2 separate regions of the Mus musculus genome follow, and region 1 is linked to region 2. The links are chromatin contacts, called in public HiChIP or PLAC-seq maps. All regions are on one chromosome and are shown on one strand. Each heading gives the region's core, a stretch centred on a gene start, on an enhancer-like site or on the middle of the called end of the contact. The rest is flanking DNA. Distances are from core to core; before and after follow the strand shown. Region 1 has its middle 690 kb from the start of 4930557F08Rik. Region 2 has its middle 820 kb from the start of 4930557F08Rik.

What was found. HiChIP or PLAC-seq counts read pairs in DNA pulled down with a chosen protein or histone mark.
Region 1: a contact with region 2 is called in an H3K4me3 HiChIP or PLAC-seq map of the SCID.adh cell line, with 27 read pairs. The contact joins two enhancer-like sites. A contact is called at or near these places in 1 of 484 Hi-C or Micro-C datasets (embryonic stem cells), 1 of 115 datasets of contacts at active chromatin or transcription factors (the SCID.adh cell line) and 1 of 9 other capture datasets (embryonic stem cells).

What each region holds. Positions count from the first base shown.
Region 1 is chr15:15,088,674-15,093,204 of GRCm38.p6, reverse strand. No RefSeq gene overlaps it. Among named protein-coding and RNA genes, the nearest start is that of 4930557F08Rik, 690 kb to the left of the region's middle. Within about 2 kb of position 2,929, at least 6 of the 459 cell types and tissues checked have an H3K27ac peak or open chromatin away from gene starts, as enhancers often do. A contact at or near this core is called in the SCID.adh cell line, where this site is marked.
Region 2 is chr15:14,953,898-14,958,754 of GRCm38.p6, reverse strand. No RefSeq gene overlaps it. Among named protein-coding and RNA genes, the nearest start is that of 4930557F08Rik, 820 kb to the left of the region's middle. Within about 2 kb of position 3,539, at least 1 of the 459 cell types and tissues checked has an H3K27ac peak or open chromatin away from gene starts, as enhancers often do. A contact at or near this core is called in the SCID.adh cell line, where this site is marked.

The DNA of each region.
Region 1 (4,531 bases), core at 1,680-4,179, 140 kb before region 2:
ACACATACTTTCATACACATGATTTATTTATTTATTTATTTATTTAGTTAGTTAGTTAGTTAGTTATGCTTATTCTTGGTATGACACTAAGAGTCATTCAATAAAAAGTTATATCAGACATAGTGTGAGACAAATTAAATTGTTTTTAATATATCACTTAACTAAAAATTGTATATTATGTGTTTCCCCATACATTTTTTAATAATTATTGTTTCTTTATGAGTATGTAAGAGAAATATATATCCACAGTCTCTATGCCCTCTGCTTTCCCCAGTCTCTTCTCCTCTCTCTTTTTTAACCATCTATCCACTTCCCTATCTACACTTGTATCTGGATCATTCTCTTTTGAAAATTTAATGAACATGTAGTTAACAAGTACAGAAGTTAATTACAACAATGATAAGATGTATAAAAGATCATTCAAGTTTGCTGTTTTAATATTTTAATAGAATTTGGAGAGTTTAAAGATGTAACTTTTTTTTTTTAGTTTTAAGAGAATAGATTTTCTAGTTTCTTGGTTGAATTCTCATTGAACTTGAAAATCATCCTGTTTTATAATAAACTTTGGCACTACACTATAATAAAATTTAACCGGTAAGTCAATTTGTGTTCTATTACAGGTGTATAGAAAACCAACAATAAAGCAGGTGAAATGGCTCATTATTTGAAGACAATTGTTTCAAAGTCTGAGACTTTATATTATCCTTCTGATTTGAGGTTGGGAAATTGAAACTAGTTCCTACATTGTGCGTTCATTAGCAAGATCTCCTATGCTCATGGAACCATAGAGTTAAAAAGTAAATGGTCAACCTTCTGAAAGCTATCCACAGATTCAATGAAATACTAACCCTTCTCTAACAATATTGCTTACTGTTGGAAGCTGGTCTAGGGCTCACAAGAAATGGGGTACACCTGGGAGGCAAGCCAGGGCTGAAAAGAGAGGGAAAACTAGGCGGTCAAGAGAAAAAAATGGAGCTAAGTCAAGATTCCTGATCAAAGCTCAAATGTTTAATGGCAAACGTGCTTATAAAGTGGGGGAGGCCCATTCCTGCCAATTCATTCTTGGAGCCCCACTGAAGGTGATGAGTTTCAGGATAGGGTGTAGTCTCAGGAATAGCTCAGTGGACTCCCAGCAGGTAGCAGTATTGAAGGGGAACAGCAGCAGTGGCTGAATAATAGTGATCTAAGAAGGAAGGCTCCACCCTAGGTAATCTCCTTAGTGACAGCAAAGTCAAGGTCTGGCTCAGCCTGCTTCAGGCTGGGGGAGGCTACAATTTCCTCCCTGTTATTAATATTTTTTAAAAAAAAGCTGGACTGAGGCAAAAAATTTATTCATGCTTCATAGTTCTGCCTGATTTCTTTGGGCCCAGTGAAGAAAACTGTCTCAGTGGGATTCACTAACATTTCTCATGGTAAACCTACTTATTTGCTAGGCCATGATGAATTCCCTTGTCTGGGTAAGACTGGCTACTGTCCCAAGTAAACACTGTGCAGACTATGCCTGAGCTACTCTAGCTCATTCTTTGTAATGCCTAATTAGTTTCATTGTCTCTTCCAAGCTCCTCCACTTCAAGCATTTTCTAGGGCATTGGAACACTGGCAAAGGCTTAGCTATGTCAGAATTCAATCTTAAAAGGCACTTATAATAAGATAATACTAAAAGAGAGCATGTGGATTCATACACCAGACTAACATGGGGATAGGGTATGAGTATATGGGTTATGAGAACGCCAAAGTTCCAGGAGTTGAGTTTCCATGAAACTCTTTGCCTCGTGAGTGCTCCCAGGCCTCTCTGCCTGCCAAGCAAACTACACTGGAGTGTTCGTAGCATTCTCCCCCTTTCTTTTTATATTTCTGCTGAAGTTCCGGAATGTCCTGCCTCGTCGTAGCTACAGATCTCAGGAGTGCTCTAAAGATGAGTGGAAACACAACAATTTACTAATAAAATAGTGCCAATAATAATAGCAAGTAGGAATTACCACCCGCGAGGATAGAGACCTCCCCAGATTGCATTGCTCATGCAACGGGGTGTCTTGAGGTAAATCTAGATGTTACAAGGTCGTCCCATTTGCCATGGGGAAAGCGCTTTCAAAGGAAACAATTTTCATAAATGAAATAAAGGGTTTAGGGAGAGAGGAATAAGAGTCAAGAAAAAAGATTTGATTAATTTTTTTCTGCTTCATGGACACTAAATGTCCATGGTTAGTTTTGAGCAGACCTGAGATCCATCCACTTACGTGGAATAAGGTTGGCAAAAATATTAATGATTTAATAAAAACGGGTGAAAATATCCCTGAACCTTTTTTCAGTTATTATGGAATTATTAGAGACCTCTTAAAAGATGCAGAACAAGGAAGGGAGGGAGCCAGACTGCTGGCACTTGCTGAGGATTTTCTTGCAGCAGAACTAGAGGAAGAGGCAGCCAACAATGAGGAGGAGAGATATGGTCCTGGCCCCCGAGTGTTTCTCACAACAAAATCCAGCCCTAGGTACCCTCCTCTGTACCCCTCTTCCACTCGGGGCCCCACTCCCTTTCCCTCTCTGCACCTTTATCCCTCCTCAGCCTGCCGCCTCCTACTCCCTTACCAGGGGTGACTGTCCATCATTTGCTCCACACGAAGGACGCTCTGGTGGCCCACATTTTTGGTCTAAAAGAGGTTTTATATTTGCAAAAAAAATTAGGAGACCTCACCTTTGAAATTCAAACTTTACAGGGGATCCTCTCCGGAGCCCCAATTGTCAAGAAACAGTCGGAGCACCCTAAAGTCATAAAGAAGGTCTCTCCTCCGGTCTCCACGGAGAAGATCAAACATAAATATTCAGCCAAGGACAAGGCATATCAAAAATTGGCCTTCCCATTCCTGATTCGGGCATTCTCCAATCAGATCAGTCATGACCCTGAGCCAACTAATGATGAACAAGTGCCAGATACCTCGGGACAGGCAAAGGGAGAAAAGGAAAATGAAAGTGATGAATTTGAGCAATTAGCCTCTGACTCCGAGGAAGAAGAGGCAATAAAAGATGAAAGTGATTATGAGGCTTCACAGCCTGTTTATAAGAAATTAAAGATCATACATATTAAAGAATTGCATTCGGCTGTTAAAAATTATGGGGTTAATGCCCCCTTTACTGTATCAATCTTGGAGGGACTAGCAGGAGACTGTTACTTAACACCCAATGAATGGAGCAAAGTGGTACAGTCAGTCCTCACTAGAGGGCAGTATTTAACTTGGAAATCTGATTTTGTAGATAGAGCCAAAACCCAGGCTGCTAATAACAGAAAGAACCCCCTCAGTAAGGCTTATTCTTGGACCTCTGATAAAATATTCTGTAAAGGTCCATTCGCCTCTGATAAGAAACAATTGGGGCTTTCTCCTGGGGTGCTTGCACAGACTGCCCAGGCGGCCTTAGCTGCCTGGAGAGCCGTACCGGCCACAGGAGCCCTCATAACCCCGTTGACTAAAACTATTCAGGGCTCCCAAGAATCCTATGCCCAATTTGTTGCTAGACTACAAGAAAGAGTTCTCGGCCCCCATGAAAATGAAGGGCTTTTAGTTAGACAACATGCCTTGGAGAATGCTAATTCTGCTTGCAAGGCTGCCCTGGGGGGTAAGACTAGAGGCTTTGACCTCATAGGAATTGATAAAGCTCTGCAGTGAGGTAGATATATTTTCACATCAAGTCTCAAAATCTATTAACCTGGCCATCGGAGTGGTCTTCCAAAAAGCTGGTGGAACTAGCCAGCCTCAGCAGAGAGTGTGTTTCAGATGTGCACTCCCGGGACATTTTGCCCGCGAATGCCCATCCACCAGACCACCAAGTCTGCCACCACACCAGGCACAGGCCAAGTTACACAGGGAGCCATGCCTCCTGGCCTCTGCCCCAAATGTAAGAGAGGCCACCACTGGGCACAACATTGCAGATCCAAAACTGATATAAATGGCCGCCCACTTACTGTGGTCCAGGGAAACTACCAGGGGGGCCCCTGCTTGGGCCCTGCTCCCCCTGATTGCACCCCCAAAACAATCCATCGCTGATTCCCTCCAGTCTCCCCAACGGGGATTGTGCAGGGCTACAGCAGGGAGCGCAGGATTGAACTTGTGTTCCTCCACCACCAGGATTATAACTCCCGAGGAAGGGACCTTAGTTATTGAGACAGGGGAATTCGGACCCCCACCCCAAAATATGTTTCTTCTTCTTATTGGCTGAGCATCAGGTTCCCTACAGGGACTCGTGGTAACCCCCACTGTGGTCGATGCTGACTACCAAGGAGAATTAAAAATTCTGGTTACAGCCACACGAGGGCCCCTTACATTGAGAGCAGGAGAGCATATCGCCCAGGGCTGCCGCTCCTGTTAATTGGACAATTTCCACATATTAGAAAAAATCGGGGGCCATCCTCCCCAGGGTCCTCAGATGTTTATTGGGTACAAAAATTGACTGACTCTCGACCCATGCTGACCCTGTTTTTAGATGGCAAACAATTTCAGGGACTTCTAGATACTGGGGCAGATGCAACAGTAATTTCTTC
Region 2 (4,857 bases), core at 2,290-4,789:
GGATGATTATTTGTTGTGTTCTTATACTACATTTGGGAGAATTTTATTGAATATTTTTGCAATGATATTCATAAAGGAAATTGGTCTGAAGTTCTCTATCTTTTTTGGGTCTTTGTGTGGTTTAGGTATCAGAGAAATTGTGGCTTCATAGAACAAATTGGGCTACTTCTGTTTCTATTTTGTGGAATTGCTTGAGGAGTATTGATACCAGGTCATCTTTGTAGGTCTGATAGAACTCTGCACTAAACCCATCTGGTCCTGGGCTTTTTTTTTTTTTTTTTTTTTTTTGGTTGGGAGACTATTAATGACTGTTTCTAATTCATTAGGGGATAGGGCTCTGTTTAGATGGTTTATCTTATCATGATTTTACTTTGATACCTGTTCTGTGTCTAGATAATTTTCCATTTCCTCTAGATTTTTCAGTTTTGTTGAATATAGGTTTTTGTAGTAGGATCTGTTTTTGATTTTTGGGTTTTTGTTGTTGTTGTTGTTGTTGTTTTTTAGTTTTGTTTTTGTTTTTGTTTTTGTTTTTATTTCCCCAGTTTCTGTTGTTATGTCTCCATTTTTATTTCTGATTTTGTTACTTTGGATACTGTCTCTGTGCCCTCTGGTTAGTCTGGCTAAGGGTTTATCAACCCTGTTGACTTTCTCAAAAAACCAGATCCTGATTTGGTTGATTCTTTCTATAGTTCTTTTGGTTTCTACTTTGTTGATTTCAGTCCTGAGTTTGATTATTTCCTTTATTTGCTTCTCTTTGTTCTAGAGCTTTCAGGTGTGTGGTCAATCTGCTAGTATATACTCTCTGTGGTGGACCCTAGGGGCTCTAGTATCCAGAGTGTGACCCCCAAAAACACAACTTGGTGACAGATCACTGCAATGACAAGTGGTTTATTGTTCCGATGCATGTGGAGTTGCTCAGCCTTGCAGGGAGAGTCAACCCTGATTGTCAAAAGCACAGCTTTTTTATACTCTTTTGAAGGGGAGTTACACAGCTATATTATTATTTGCTAGCAAAGCAACAGTATATGTTTAATTTTAGTGGTCAGCTATTGATGTGCCAGAAAACTCTGTCAGAAAGGTTGAGGCAGTTTGTGGTTTATCTCAGATTTCAAACCTAGGCAGGGTTCCCAAGGACTGTTATTTTTGTTATGCTAATTTCTGAGGACAGCAAATCTTGTCCTAGCAGCTGTGGTCATCATGACTGCTAGATGGGGAAGGGGCTGGATGGTCTTGGACTTGCTTACATTGGCAGGGAAAGGAAACATTCTTCAAGCATCAGGGGTTGGGGGGATGGAGAAGCTCTGCAAACATCTTTGATACACACATTAGCCAAGCTAAAGAACTATATTTCTTCATTTCTAGTTTCTTTTTCGAGGCACTCAGAGGTATGCGTTTTCCTCTTGGACTATTTTCATTGTGTCCCATCAATTTGGGTATGTTGTGGCTTCATTTTTATTAAACTCTAAAATGTCTTTAATTTCTTTCTTTGCTTCTTCCTTGACCAGTTATTGAGTAGAGTGTTACTCAGCTTCCATGTGTATGTGGACTTTCTATTGATAATGTTATTGAAGATCAGCTTTAGAATGTGGTGATCTAATAGGATGCATGTGATTATTCCAATCTTCTTGTATCTGTTGAGGCCTGTTTTGTGACCATTCATATGGTCATTTTTGGAGAAGGTACAATGAGGTGCCGAGAAGAAGGTATGTTCTTTTGTTTTAGGATAAAATGTTATATAGATATCTGTTAAATTCATTTGTTTCTTAACTTCTGTTAGTTTCACTGTGTCTCTGTTTAGTTTCTGTTTCCAGGTTCTGTCCTTTGATGAGAGTGAGGTGTTGAAGTCTCCCATTATTATTGTGTGAGGTTCAATGTGTGCTTTGAATTTTAGTAAAGTTTCTTCTATGAATGTAGGTGACCTTGAATTAGGCACATAGATGTTCAGAATTGGAAGTTCTTGGTTGATTTTTCCTTTGACTAGTATGAAGTGTCCTTCCCTATCTTTTTTGATAACTTTAAGTTGAAAGTGGATTTTATTCACTATTAGAATGGCTACTCCAGCTTGTTTGTTGTTATCATTTGCTTGGAGAATTGCTTTCTAGCCTTTTGCTCTGAGGTAGTGTCTGTCTTTGTCACTGAGGTAGGCTTCCTGTATGCAGTAAAATGCTGGGTCCTGCTTACATATCCAGCCTGTTAGTCTATGTCTTTTTATTGGGGAAATGAGCACATTGATATTAAGAAGTATTAAGGAAAAATGACAGTTGCCACCTGTTTTGTTTTGTTTTGTTTTTCATTAGAGGTGGAATTATGTGTAGATGGCTATCTTCTTTTTGGTTGGATTAAGGAAGATTATTTTCTTTCTTTTCTAGGGTGTAGTTTCCATCCTTGTGTTAAAGTTTTCCATTTAGTATCCTTTGATGGGCTGGACTTACGAAGAGATATTGTGTATTTTTTTTTTTTAATGGAATATCTTTCTTTCTCCATCTATAGTTATTGAGGGTTTTCCTTGGTATACTAGCCTGGGCTGGCATTTGTGTTCTCTTAGAGTCTGTATGACGTCTGCCCAGGATCTTCTGGCTTTCATAGTTTCTGGAGAAAAGTCTGGTGGAATTCTCATAGGTCTGCCTTTATATGTTAGTTGACCTTTTTCCCTTACTACTTTTAATATCCTTTCTTTGTTTTGTGCATTTGGTGTTTTGATTATTATATGATGGGATGAATTTCTTTTCTGATCCAATCTATTTGTTGTTCTGTGGGCTTCTTATATGTTCATGGGCATCTCTTTCTTTAGGTTAGGGAAGTTTTCTTCTATAATTTTTTTGAAGATATTTACTGGCCCTGTAAGGTGGTAATCTTCACTCTCTTTTATACCTATTATCCTTACATTTGGTCTTCTCTTTTTTTCCTGGATTTCTTGGATGCTTTGTGTTAGGATCTTTTTGCATTTTGCATTTTCTTTGACTGTTGTGTCAATGTTTTCTATGGTCTTCTGCACCTAAGTTTCTCTATTTTATTTCTTGCACTCTGTTGATAATGTAGCATCTATGACTCTTGATCTCTTTCTTAGGTTTTCTCTCTCCAGAGTTGTCTCATTCTGAGATTTCTTCATTGTTTCTACTTTCATTTTTAGATCCTGGATGATTTTGTTCAATTCCTTCACCTATTTGTTTGAGTTTTCCTCTAATTCTTTAAGGAATTTTTCTATTTCCTCTATAAGCTCTTCTACCTGTTTACCTATGTTTTCCTATATTTCTTTAAGGAAGCTATTTATGTTCTTCTTAAAGTCCTTTATCAGCATCATGATCCAAATGTTGTTTTTCTGGTTTGTTGGGGTATCTGGGACTTGCTATGATGGGGAGAACTGGGTTCTGATGATGCCAAGTAGCCTTGTTTCTGTTGGTAAGTGTTTTGCACTTGCCTTTCGCCATCTGGTTATCTCTGGTGTTAGATGGCCTTTCTCTGGCTGGAGCTTGTCCCTCCTGTGGGTATGTAAGCCTATGTCAGCACTCCTGGGAATTCTCTCTCTTGGTGAAAGTTGTGTTCAAAGTGCTGTGGAACAGCACTCTGGGTTAGATGTTGACTAGAAGGATCCCATCCTGGACGCTCCACTGTTCCTGTGCCCTGTGTCCTTGCTGGTCCTGCCCTGAACAGTTATTGTCGAGAAAGTGGCTATCTCACCTCTGAGCCAGGGAGTGAGAACACTCTTGGGAAAACAGCTCTTTCCTGGCAGGACCTGTGCACAGAGGGCTGTGGAACAGCCTCAGCTCCTGAGTGCAAATGTTGACCAGAGGATATGATTTAAAAAAAAATATATATTAGCCTTTTACTTGGGTCTTTTTTCTGTTTTCTATCCTGATTATTCTTAAAATTGGTCTTTTCACAATTTCTCATATTTTCTTGATGTTTTATGAACGGAGGATTTTAGATGTAACATTTCTTTGACCAAAGACCCATTTTTCCCCCTTATGGTGCCTTCTTGCCTGAGAGTATGCCTTTTATCTCTTGTATTCTGTTGGGAAAAGTTTCCTGTTTGGTTCCTGTTTAAGTTTCTACATTTTTCATTTCCAGATTTTTATCAGTTTGGGATTTCTTTATTGATTTAATTTCCACTTTCAGTTAATGAATTGCTTTATTCATTTTAATGAAATGTTTCTTATCTCAGATTTCTTTAAGAGCTTTTTTTCTTATAAGGGCATTTACTTTATTCATAAAGGTGTTTATTAATTCATAGTATGGTTCTTGTATTTTCTTCAGCCATGTTTTTTTTTTTTTGGGGGGGGGCTATAATAGTAGGGCTGCTGGGATCCAGTTAATATAATGTCTAATGTCTCATTGATTATGATTTTATGCTGATATATAGACATCTGCATTTGGGATTATTGAAATTCTAGGTGGTATCATCAGGTCCTGTCTTTTTTAGATAGGAATTTTGTTCTTTGATTTCAACTTCACACTTTGTTTATTAGAGGGATGTTTTCTATTTATAAGAAGGTCAGAAAATTTTGTGGAATTCTGAAAATTGTGGCCACCAAGTGTCCTGGTAGAATGTGTTTCTAGATATTAGGAACTGACACTTAAGAATGAGTATGGGCTGGAACGGTTGGAGTGGGAGTTCCAGTGATCCACAGAAAGGAATGTCTCAGGGTTTTCAATCAGTATCTACTCAATCCCCTGAGATGGTTGACAGAGAACAACTAGACACCACAACAGGCAGAAATCTATAGAGCTGATGATGAGAGTAAGTATGTTGGATAGTTTTCTGTCTACTTTACAGAAGCTAAGATCATCTGAGAGCATGTAACTACAATTAAAAAATAATGTCTCCATGGGATTAGTCTGTAGGTAAGCTTGTAGGGC